Regions from separate parts of the Rattus norvegicus genome. Here region 1 is linked to region 2. Evidence: chromatin contacts called from public Hi-C data. All regions are on one chromosome and are shown on one strand. Each heading gives the region's core, a stretch centred on a gene start, on an enhancer-like site or on the middle of the called end of the contact. The rest is flanking DNA. Distances are from core to core; before and after follow the strand shown.

Evidence for each region. A called contact is a pair of places that touch in the nucleus more often than the background predicts.
Region 1: a Hi-C map of psoas muscle shows a contact between it and region 2, with 1.9 times the contacts expected there. The contact joins the promoter of Podxl here to the enhancer-like site in region 2. A contact is called at or near these places in 3 of 12 Hi-C or Micro-C datasets (Schwann cells, mammary epithelial cells and psoas muscle).

What each region holds. Positions count from the first base shown.
Region 1 is chr4:61,146,858-61,152,311 of GRCr8, reverse strand. It overlaps Podxl (podocalyxin-like), which reads left to right and starts at 3,181. Exons shown (of 8, transcript NM_138848.1): 1 at 3,181-3,408. The coding sequence starts at 3,327. It overlaps LOC134486572 (a long non-coding RNA gene), which reads left to right and starts at 3,415. Exons shown (of 2, transcript XR_010065780.1): 1 at 3,415-5,454.
Region 2 is chr4:61,101,468-61,106,369 of GRCr8, reverse strand. Podxl (podocalyxin-like) reads left to right here. Exons shown (of 8, transcript NM_138848.1): 8 at 63-3,936. The coding sequence ends at 260. Among named protein-coding and RNA genes, the nearest start is that of Podxl, 45 kb to the left of the region's middle. Within about 2 kb of position 2,284, at least 4 of the 93 cell types and tissues checked have an H3K27ac peak or open chromatin away from gene starts, as enhancers often do.

The DNA of each region.
Region 1 (5,454 bases), core at 1,932-4,431, 45 kb before region 2:
TGGAATTGAAGATAAATGGAGCACCGCTCTGGCTCAGGGGTAGAAAGCCCATGTAAGCTTTTCCATGGTCCTTACACAGGCAGCCCTGGTCCTTTAGGCAGATACAGAGGCATCCGGGTGGTGAGTGAGTGCATTGCATTTTAGAAGGCCTGATGGACTGGTCTATCCTACCTCAATAGACACTGGGATGAGGATCAAAGTGTTTCAGGATTAGGACCAAGAGGACTTACCAGGTCTGCACTTAGGGATGTGGTCAACCGCATTGTCAAATTGCTCCTAACAACGAGGACTGACAGGGACAACAAGAAGACAATTTTAAACCTCATGCCATAGTTTCCTGAGATATAGTTCCAAGCTGGGGGTTGGGGATTTAGCTCAGTGGTAGAGCGCTTGCCTAGGAAGCGCAAGGCCCTGGGTTCGGTCCCCAGCTCCGGAAAAAAAAAAAAAGAAAAAGAAAAGAAAAGAAAAGATAGAGATCCAAGCTGGTATGCATGTCTGCATCTGTAGATTAGCAAACACACACACTATACACACACACACACTATACATACACATACACATACATATATATAATTTGTGCTGCTGTGCTCTCCTGGCTGCTCTGAAGAAGTGAAAAGTAGACACGGAAGATCCCATGTTTAGATGTTTAAATCTACTAGCGGGATGGGTTGGAGTGTCACTCAATGATAGATTGCTTGCTTAGCATGCACAAGGCTTGGGTTTGGGAGAGAGAGAGAGAGAGAGAGAGAGAGAGAGAGAGAGAGAGAGAGAGAGAGAGAGAGAGAGAACACATGGATACTAGTGGCCAAAGTGCATTGAGTTCCAGAAGTATGGGGACTAGTGTCTGTAAAGAGCATTGCAGAGAGTTACAGTCTTGGGTTCCAGACCAGCAAGTTCACTGTGCAGACAGGGCCGGGCTTCAACGCTGCCAAGAGCACTTTCTGTTGGCCTCATTCTGGAAGTTCTATTCTAAGTAAATTGGGGGTCATGTCAGATACTGAAGACTGGAAACTGTAATTCTGACATTGCAGTTTTTAGATACAAACAGTACCCCACTTCCTAAGTCTACATATCTGCTGTCATTTTTAACCATGTGTGATCTGATAGTGGGGTCAATCCGAAATCAGGGGAATTTAAAAATACCCCAAACTCTATTCACAAATACTGATTGTTTTGGAGTTTGTATAAAAGTTGATTCGCTGAATGCAAAGGCATGGATTAATCAGAGAGCATACAAAATAAACATTTCAACCTCAATTTTGAAAAAGCCATTTGTTGGTGCTAATGTCGAGGAGAACAGCGCTAAAGAAAAACCATCACACACACACACACACACACACACGCACACGCACACGCACACGCACACGCACACACCCGTGTATTCATAGGGAACACCCTCTGCCTTTCCCATATGTGGTGTGGAAAACCATGCCAGAACGATTATGCAGAAACTTCCTAGTAAAAACAGCCAGTAAGCTCTTCCCAAACTTGAGGCCGGCTACAGCGACACCCCAACCCCGCTCCGCGCTTCCTAAGCAGCTTCATGATGAGCCTGCGCGCGGCCCACTTGAGGGATTCACAAGGTATACCGTCCTTGGGATCCGAGAATCTCTCCACTTAGGCTCATCTGGCAGAAAGACTCCATATTAGCAGCCCAGGAATAATGTGCGACAAATTTTCGCGATCTCCCTTCGGTGTTAGCCTCCCCTGCCCCTCCAGGTCTGTATCCCAGCGCCTTGAGGGGCCACCTTTGCAGCGGACTCCAGGGTCTGCAGCCCGCAAAGGTCCCCAAACTGGGGTGAATAGGATGCGAGCTTCTTTGACCTTTCACAGAGTAAGCTCAGCTTTATGCGATTCTCCAATTCCGATCTCCCAACCCCAAGTCTACGCTATCTCACTAGCGAAGGCTGCTTCTTTCATAAAGGCTGTCTGAGATTCTGGCCCTACGCTAAGTGTTTCTCCCAAGCAAGTGGATCAGCAGCTGTTGGAAGTTTCACTAGCCCTGCTTTTTGTTATGAAAAGAATCGAAGCACACAGAGTGACTTAGCACAACTAGGTTTTGAGACCAAGTTTGATTTGACGCCGAGGCCCTTAAATCTCCATTGCTGCTTTTTACTTGGCAATATTAATTCTTATGGAGCAATTACGGTATTATGGGCACTGTGCAAAGTAGTTTTCCAGGTTAGTCTCAGAGGCAAGGCTGCTATTTACCACCTAAGGAATCTTAAACAACTTTTTTAACCTTTTTTTAAAACTCTATTTTCCTGTCTGCAAAACGAGGCTTAAAAAATGTGACTGCTGTGAAGATCAAGAGAATTAATACGTGCAAAGCACTTAGACCACAGACCCGCACGAAGTAAGCGCTGAAAATTTTGCCTTCAGGGAGTCACATCCATTTGTACATCGGTGGGAGAGGTTAAGTAAAAACCCGCTCCAGATGGTACGGGGCTCATCCTGGAGCCCAGACTTGTTTGGGAATTGCATGGATCCAGGCACCTGCTGGGTAGGGGACCTGATTCCCCGGCTCTGCCGCAGAAGGTGCTGAGGTCTGGGGGGCCTGGAAGGATCCGATTCTTAGCCGAACTTCCAGGCTGAGAATCTATGCCTGCGTAAAGGGCCCCGGCATTATGGAGGATCCCCGTGGATCCCGGGCAAAAGCAATGCGTAGGACATCTGTGCCAGAGATTGATTGTCTGACAGGGTCCCTGGCGCGCGCGTGCGCGCGTACACACACACACACACACACACACACACACACACGCATTACCCCACACACACACGCATTGCACGCACACGCGCGAACACATACGCATTGCACAAACACACACACACACACACACACACACACACACACACACACACACACACACACACACACACACACACACATTGCCCGGGACCGCCAGCCCCTGTTCCCCCGCCCGCCGCGCTCCAGGGCGGAGTTTCCTCCTCTGCTTATTGTTCGCAGCCCAGCGCCCGCCAGCCCAGCCGCCGCCCCGCCCGACCCCGCCGCCGCTTTGGGAGGGCTCCTGGGGGAGGGGGCGGAGGCCAGCGCGGACGGGACGGGGCGGGAGTCATCGCAGCAGCGTGCGCGGGGCCGCAGCCGCCCAGTCACCGCCCGGGCCGCAGCCACCTTCCCTCCTCGCTTCTGGCTCCGCGTCCCAGCCCAGCTCTGCGGCAGGCAGGAGGAGCAGCCGGATAGTGACTCCAGAGTTCCCGGCTGTCGCCAGGCCTCCGGGAGCGGCGCCGACTCTCCCGCGGTCCGGACGCCGGACCCTGCGCCAGAGCCGCAGCCACCTGCTCCGAGTCCCCGGGCAAGCACAACCATGCGCCCCACTCTGGCGCTCTCCGCGCTGCTGTTGCTGCAGCTGCTGTTACTGTCGACTCCATCTCTCTCCCAGGATAATGGTGAGTGGATAGCCTCGCGGCTCTGCCCCGACCCTTGGTTATTCCCCTCCGCCCCAAGCCTGGAGAGGCTCCTGGGAGGCCGGCTGCACCGCGTGGTCCGACCGCTTGCAGCCTCTCCCGCGTGGCCGCAGGCAGAGTCCTGACCTTGGCACCATCCACGCCCCCTCCAAATTGGAGAACGCCGTAGGTGCGGGCCAGATCGTGGATGTACCTCTAGTCTTCACTGGTATAGAGTGAGCTGGAGTTGTGAGGTTGTAAAGGGGGTACCTGGTGGGTTCGCTGGAGAAAGGGGGGAAACTCTGGGTTGTTGGAAGGTCCCAGATTCCCGCGGGACCACCAAAGTGCGATTTCTCTTTCTCGTGTTTGGAGCGACCAGGGACTGCATTGCGAGGTCGTTGAAACTAAGCAAAACGACAAGCTAGTTACACAAGCCTGAAACAGATCGCAAACCTTTAGGTGCCCACGCGTGCACCGTGCTTCTTGTCCAAGCGCTTTTTCTTAAGCCTGCTCCGGGACGGGTGGAGTAAGTGCTCCTTTCACGGTCCCAGAGTCTGATTCAGCCGGGACCTTGCCTTCACGATGCCTCAGGACCGGATCCTTTCTCAGAGCATGGCCAGGATGGTGGGCCCCTCCCACCCCTTTGTGTAAACAAGAAACTTCTTTCACAAATGAGGTTTGAGCTGTGTCTTAGTAATACCTCAGGCACCCTTCTCCCATCAGACCCAGCTTGGAGACAGTCCCACTATCTTCTTTCCGAAGGTGGAATGCTACTTTCTGTTTGAGAGGTCAGGCAGTGTTTGCAAACGTAACCAGAGCAGGTGTCCCAAAGTCCCTGCCAAACAGCTGAGAGACTCAGCCCAGGAGAGAGAGGCACGTTTCATAGCCTATCCTTCCTGACCAGGTAGTTGTAGGGAGAAAGTGGCGAGGGGAGGCTTTCCAGGATCAGAAGTACTGGAGTCACCGCCCAGACGGGGAAGGGACTCTGTTGATGTGGGAGTTAGTGTTGGGGGGACTGGATTCTACGGGAGAACAATGAGAAATGGCTGCGTGGTGAGGGCTGTTCCTCAGGGAATGGAGGTTAAAGCCTCTGGGGGTGGCCTGGGACTCCAGCATGGCCTGAAAGGTTAGAGTATTCCACTGGAAGGGCCTGTGTCTCTTGAGGAGGGGTGCAATTCGAGGAAGATGGGAGCAGCTTAGAGGACCCCAGTCTACAGTTGACACAATCAGAAGGGATGACAAGTTTGTGGCCTGCCTTGGCAATTTCATGGTGCATCTTCACACGCAGTCTTTTGGAGGGGGAGCCTCCTAGTACCCTTCAAAAGCCAGATGGACTTTCAACCTGATCCCTGGACATCAAGGCTGCGGTTCTTGTCCGGCACCCGAGAACTGCCTAGGAACCCCATCTGCTGAGAAGCCCTCTCCAGACTCTACCTCAGGCAGGAACAGTTCATCGTCAGAGCTTAACATGTGCCCAGAAACTTGTCCTTGCAAGCAACAACTCTCTTAAGCATCACCGAGCCCCGGATACCCAAACCCCGAAATGTCATTTTTACAGTATGTGGCAATATAGAGAAGTTCTTTGACAGTGTTTGGTGACCAGGAGGAACGGTTACAGCAAACCTGGGATTGGGGTGTAGTGGTTTTACACCTTTCTCTAGGTCAGCTCCCTTAGCGGCTGTCATCAGCCATATCTCCCCCCACCCCCAGCCCCAACCTCAGTCGGTGAGATTCTGTGATGAGATGCAAAACTGGAGGCTTATGGTGAAAGTCTCTGTAACAAAGGAATTATCCGGACCGGTCCCCTCCAGCTTTCCTCCTAAGCTGGTGGCTGGAGCACACCCTAGAGGTAAACAACCTTTATCCTGGGATTCTTTTGGTGCTTTTCCTTTGCCACAGGGCTAGTCAGACCTTTGCACTCCACTTTCCTATCTGTGAAGTAGAATGGAGGGACAGAAGGGGACCGTTCTTTCCACTGCTGTAGATGTCTTGGCTTTCATGGTCCTTGGCTGATGAAAAGGAAGACTGATTTAGTCCTCTTTGGTTGAT
Region 2 (4,902 bases), core at 1,035-3,534:
CATATGAAAGCTCACAGCACTCCAAAATCACCTTCTTTCCTGTGTTATGGTCCCCACTTTAGCAACGACTCACAGAGGAGCTGCAGACAGTAGAGAATGGTTACCATGACAACCCAACCTTGGAAGTGATGGAGACTCCTTCTGAGATGCAGGAGAAGAAGGTGGTCAACCTCAACGGGGAGCTGGGAGACAGTTGGATCGTCCCTCTGGACAACTTGACCAAGGAGGACCTAGATGAGGAGGAAGATACACACCTCTGATCAGTCCGCCAGCCACTCCGACCGCACCGCAGAGCTCTCGACCACCCAAAGTGCCATTTGGACGGGGGCGGGGAGGGGAGGGGACTTCCCACCTGAAGACAGAAAGATTGGGGAGGGAGAATGGACACCGAGGGTTGTCTCCCTCCTCCCCATCCCCACAAGGCCTTAATTTTCCCTTTCAAGTTCAACGAAGTCACATTCTGTCCAGTTTCCTCATGTAAAAAAACCTACTTGTGCCTGAGCCCAGAGCCGCTGGAAGGCAGGAAGGTGGAGAACACCATGCGAGAGGCTCTGGCGCTCCTCCAGGAATGGCACCCACCCATCTCATAAGTAAGATGACCAAGGCCTTAAGAGGTCAGGTAACCTGCACAGGGCCACACGGCCATTTGGTGACAAGGGTGGTTTCCCTCGGTCTGGTGCTTCGTTGCATCAAGACACACTACTGTGTTCATTTGTGTCCATCCCCCAAGGCACAAGACACACGAAAGCGGGCAGGCTAGAAAGAAAACCAATCCTCTATGGTCTCAAGGACAGGCCCCAAATTTCCATCTCCTCTAACATGGCCTCTGCCAGCTTGTTGAATCCCGCTTCCTATGAGTCAGTCTTTAGTCCCACTCTTTCCCAGGGCAGGGCTTTGAACCTCTTGGGAAGATTTCCTTGCCTTTGCTTAGCAGGATTGGGACCTAACACACAGGCCTCACTATCTAATGGAGTCTGCCTAAAGGGTGGGTGGGCAGGCAGAGGAAAAGGAAGCTCAGGCTGGGACGCCTTCCTCATGGCAGCTGATTCTGTACTGACACTGGCCTATCATTCAAGGCACTCCCTAGAAGACACTCCCCCAAATGTCCTCTGGCCTTCTGCTCCCTCTAGGAACAAATCTGCAGTAGCTACTGAAAGCAAGATGTTCCTCTTTTCCTTGTTCACTGCTCAGCTGAGGGGGTGACTCCTCAAATCCGAGTGTCACAGAGCAGCTGTCTAGGGACAAACATGTCCTGGGGTTCTGACCGGTCCTTAATTGGTTCCTGATTGGCAAATGTGTCTCAGTAGACAATCGATCTAACCTACCTGGCATTATTCCACAGGAAGCTCAGGGGCTTTTCAAGTTACCGAGAACTTGGGTGGTTGTGTTATGGTGTGTGTTGTGTGTGTGTGCGTGTGTTGTGTGCATGTGTGTTTGTTTAATTCAGCTCCTAACTGCCAAAGGCCAAAGCTCAGATCCTGGAGACTGTTAGCTCATTTCATTGGTTTGCACCCTCCTTTGCCATGGAGAAAGGCCCAGAACATGCAGTTTTAAGATTCTTTTACCCATTCTCCTAGCACGGAGCCAGGTTTTTGTTTCCGGTGTTCTTTGTAGCACCCCAGTTGTACCATTTCTGGTGGCCTCTCAGGGAAACAAAACCATGCCTAGGACCCAGCACAGGAGTTTTACAGGCTCAGCAGAGTCAAGCAGCCATGTACAAGACTGTCGAGGGCCCGGCATAGCGATGTTTCATCTGGTTTTCTGAGAAAGGGGTGGGGGACCCTGTGTGGAGCTTTGAATTAGGCCTATGGTCTGGATTGTTCTTGGGCATAAATCCCCATGACTGACTGTCTGGTTTGAAGCAGCTTATTTAGAAGGGGAGCTAGGGGACAGACAGGTGTTCTCTGCCTAATCCCATTGTTATAGCTGTCACACTGAGATAGGCTAAGGAGAAAGGCTGCCAGAAGTCAAGAAAGGCTCTCAGTGAGTTTCACAGGAGTTGAAAAAAAAAACGCTAACAAGAACTCACAAACCCCTTGGCCTGCATCTCTCAGATTTGCAGGGGAGGGTGGGGAGCAGTGCCAATTTGGGGGGAAATTAGGTTTATTTGCTCCCGGCATTAGGTTCTGTCCTGAGAGGCAGCCAGCATTCCTTCTCCTTTGCTACAATCAATGGGTAAGGCCATGACAGACAGCACATGCGCTCTCTGCAAACTGGTCAGATTATAACCCTACAGCCTGTCAGATATGGCTGTAACATTAGACAACAGATACTGTGTCTAAGCTGTTGGAATAGCCTTGGCTCTGCCCAGGGTAAGCCCATAGAAACTCTGCCCAGGCTGGCCCAGTGTCCCTTCCTGTGCACTCAAATTGTGTAGCATTTCAGTACAGCTTGAGAATCTGGCCTTCACTTGCTCTTAACCACTGGGACATCTGTTACACAAGACATGCTGCTAGTGTCTATAAAAGTTATCTTCCTGTGTTTATTACTGGGTTTTTAGAGCTGTCTGTGAGTTCAGAATCTCAGGCCCAGTCTGAGAGAAGGAAGCGGAGGGGACCTTTAGAACCAGCTGTACCAAAGAGAAATCAGAACTTCACATTTCAGGGGCAAAATGGCTTCCCCCAGCTGCAAAACCCAAGGGCCTGATGGTTGGCTGAACAAAGCCAGCCGCTCTTGTGCTGCCTGCCGTGTGAATGGCGAGGGAAGCAGCTGAGCACAGGGCACAGAGCAGTCTGCCTGGCCGAGCAGGATCCAGACTCATTTAGGACACTCACGCTCTCTATCTTCCTGATAGAGAGAACCAGCAGGTGTTTTACTGTTTTATTGGTTTTTGTTGTTTTGGTTTTTTGGGGGTTTTTTTTTTTTTGTGTTTTTTTGCCTACTTTTTGGACAACACACTGGTGAAACTTTGAAGAATAAGTTGAAGTTGACAAGACCTATGCACGTTTTTGACAATGTAAATACAAGAGCCACATGTTTATTTTACCCTGTACTGCTTCCAGAGGGTAAACTTTGGGAAAGACTTGATAGCTAAGCTTCCCACCCCCCATTTTCTGAATAAGAATGTAAATGTCTATTTAGTAGAAATGACTTTTTTAAAGAACTGAAGAATATAACAAGACAGGCTGGTAACACGAGAATTTGCCTTGTAGATAGGGGATTTAAAATTTTAAAATACTGTCCTTGCTCCTCCCCAGCCAAGTCTCCATCCTGCTGCAGTTCGGGCTGGAGTTTAGCATGGTCTGTGATGGTCACGGGGGAAGTTTAGGAGATACAGTCTTTCTACAGGAAAACACATCTGAAGCCACAAAGAATCTCCCGAGGGCCAGAGACAAGATGAAAACATGCATCCCAGACTGCCTGCTCTGTGCTGCATGTTTCTCAAGAACAGGGAATTAAGGACTACAGCTCCCAGGTACAAGGTTAATACAGGATACCATCAGTCCTTCCTCATAATAACCCTGGAAGGGCTAGGAGGACACAAGGGACACAAACAGCCATGTGCTGGGCTCTGGAATCACATGGTCCAGATATCAATAAATATTTTGGGGGCTTGGTTTTTTTTTTCCTGTCAGGAAATAATTTTGAAAAGTTCCTGAGGAATGTCCAGTAGAATGAGGATCAAAGGGACTAGCATAGATGAAGGTAGAGAGGGAGAAGCTCTGTAGTGCAGCCTGTGTCACTGTCAGTCATGATCCTTCCCTCTCAGGTCTGCGGAAAATCCACCACTGAGCTGGGATCACTGTTTCATGGGGCTTTTCTGCTTCTTTGTGAATGCCAACCAGCTTGCCCAGGAGATTGGGGGAGTGTATGTGGTAGTGGACAGGGGTCTAAAGTACACTGGAATTTATCGAGAGACTATAGTTAACTATTGCATTTTCTTATAAAGTATATTTTGGAAAATCGTACACCGTCAATTAAAATGCTTTTGTGTAAGCTGGTTCAGACCCTAATGTTTTGCTCTGGCTTAAAAGTCTTCATCCATGACCTGAGGCTATCAGCTACTTTGAGGTCTAATTCAGGCGGTATCTGCTGCTCTTACCAGTATCTGCTGCATTCCACCAGTAGAGCGGGAAGAGGGGATGCTGGAAGGGGTGGAGGACTCCAGGGCCTGAGCCCGAGAGGACTGCTTTCCTCACTGTGCACTGTTTACAAATTTGTCACTAACTCCCCTTTACTTCTGTCTGGAGTGTAACGATAAGTGACCACCATCAAAGAAAGATGCCACGCCAGTTGGGTATAAAAACATCAAGAGATCAAAACGAGCTCCCTACAAACCAGCTCAGTTCCGCACAGATGGTTGCTACAAGTTGCCTGTTTCTCTTCTCACAGTGAAGGATGGAGTTGATGGCTGTGAACATGGGCCATCTCTTGGCTACATTACAGACAGCTACATCTTCTCAGGGCAAAGGAACCCTGAATCACACAGCTTGAAGCAGGGAAAGGTCTGTCCTGCAGATCTGGCCCATCTCTGCCTCCACCTCGGCAGTCATGACATTTTCACTTCACTTACAGGAAACCCAGCACGGCACATGATAAACTGCAGACTTCCTCTCTTTGGCCTAGGCCCTGACTGCATCTTTTCTCTCTCTAGTGCCAGGTTCTTTTCTCCATACCACCATGATGCTTGAATTCTAAAAACAAACTTCATTTCTAGATTATATCCACAGTTACCATGCATTTTTCCCCTTTTTGTGCACTGGTAGGCAAGTGACACCCAGAGGGGCAGGCCAGAGTTAGGGCCAGGGTATTTTGAGGTTAACCTCATGAGTATGCCAAAGACACAGAAAAGATCCCAATGCCAGGAACTCCCAAAGGACCATGGCCCTGCTGGCACACTGTTCTAACAGTGACTCACGATTTATCACAGCCCACACACTAGCTCTAAGGCTCCATTCTCTT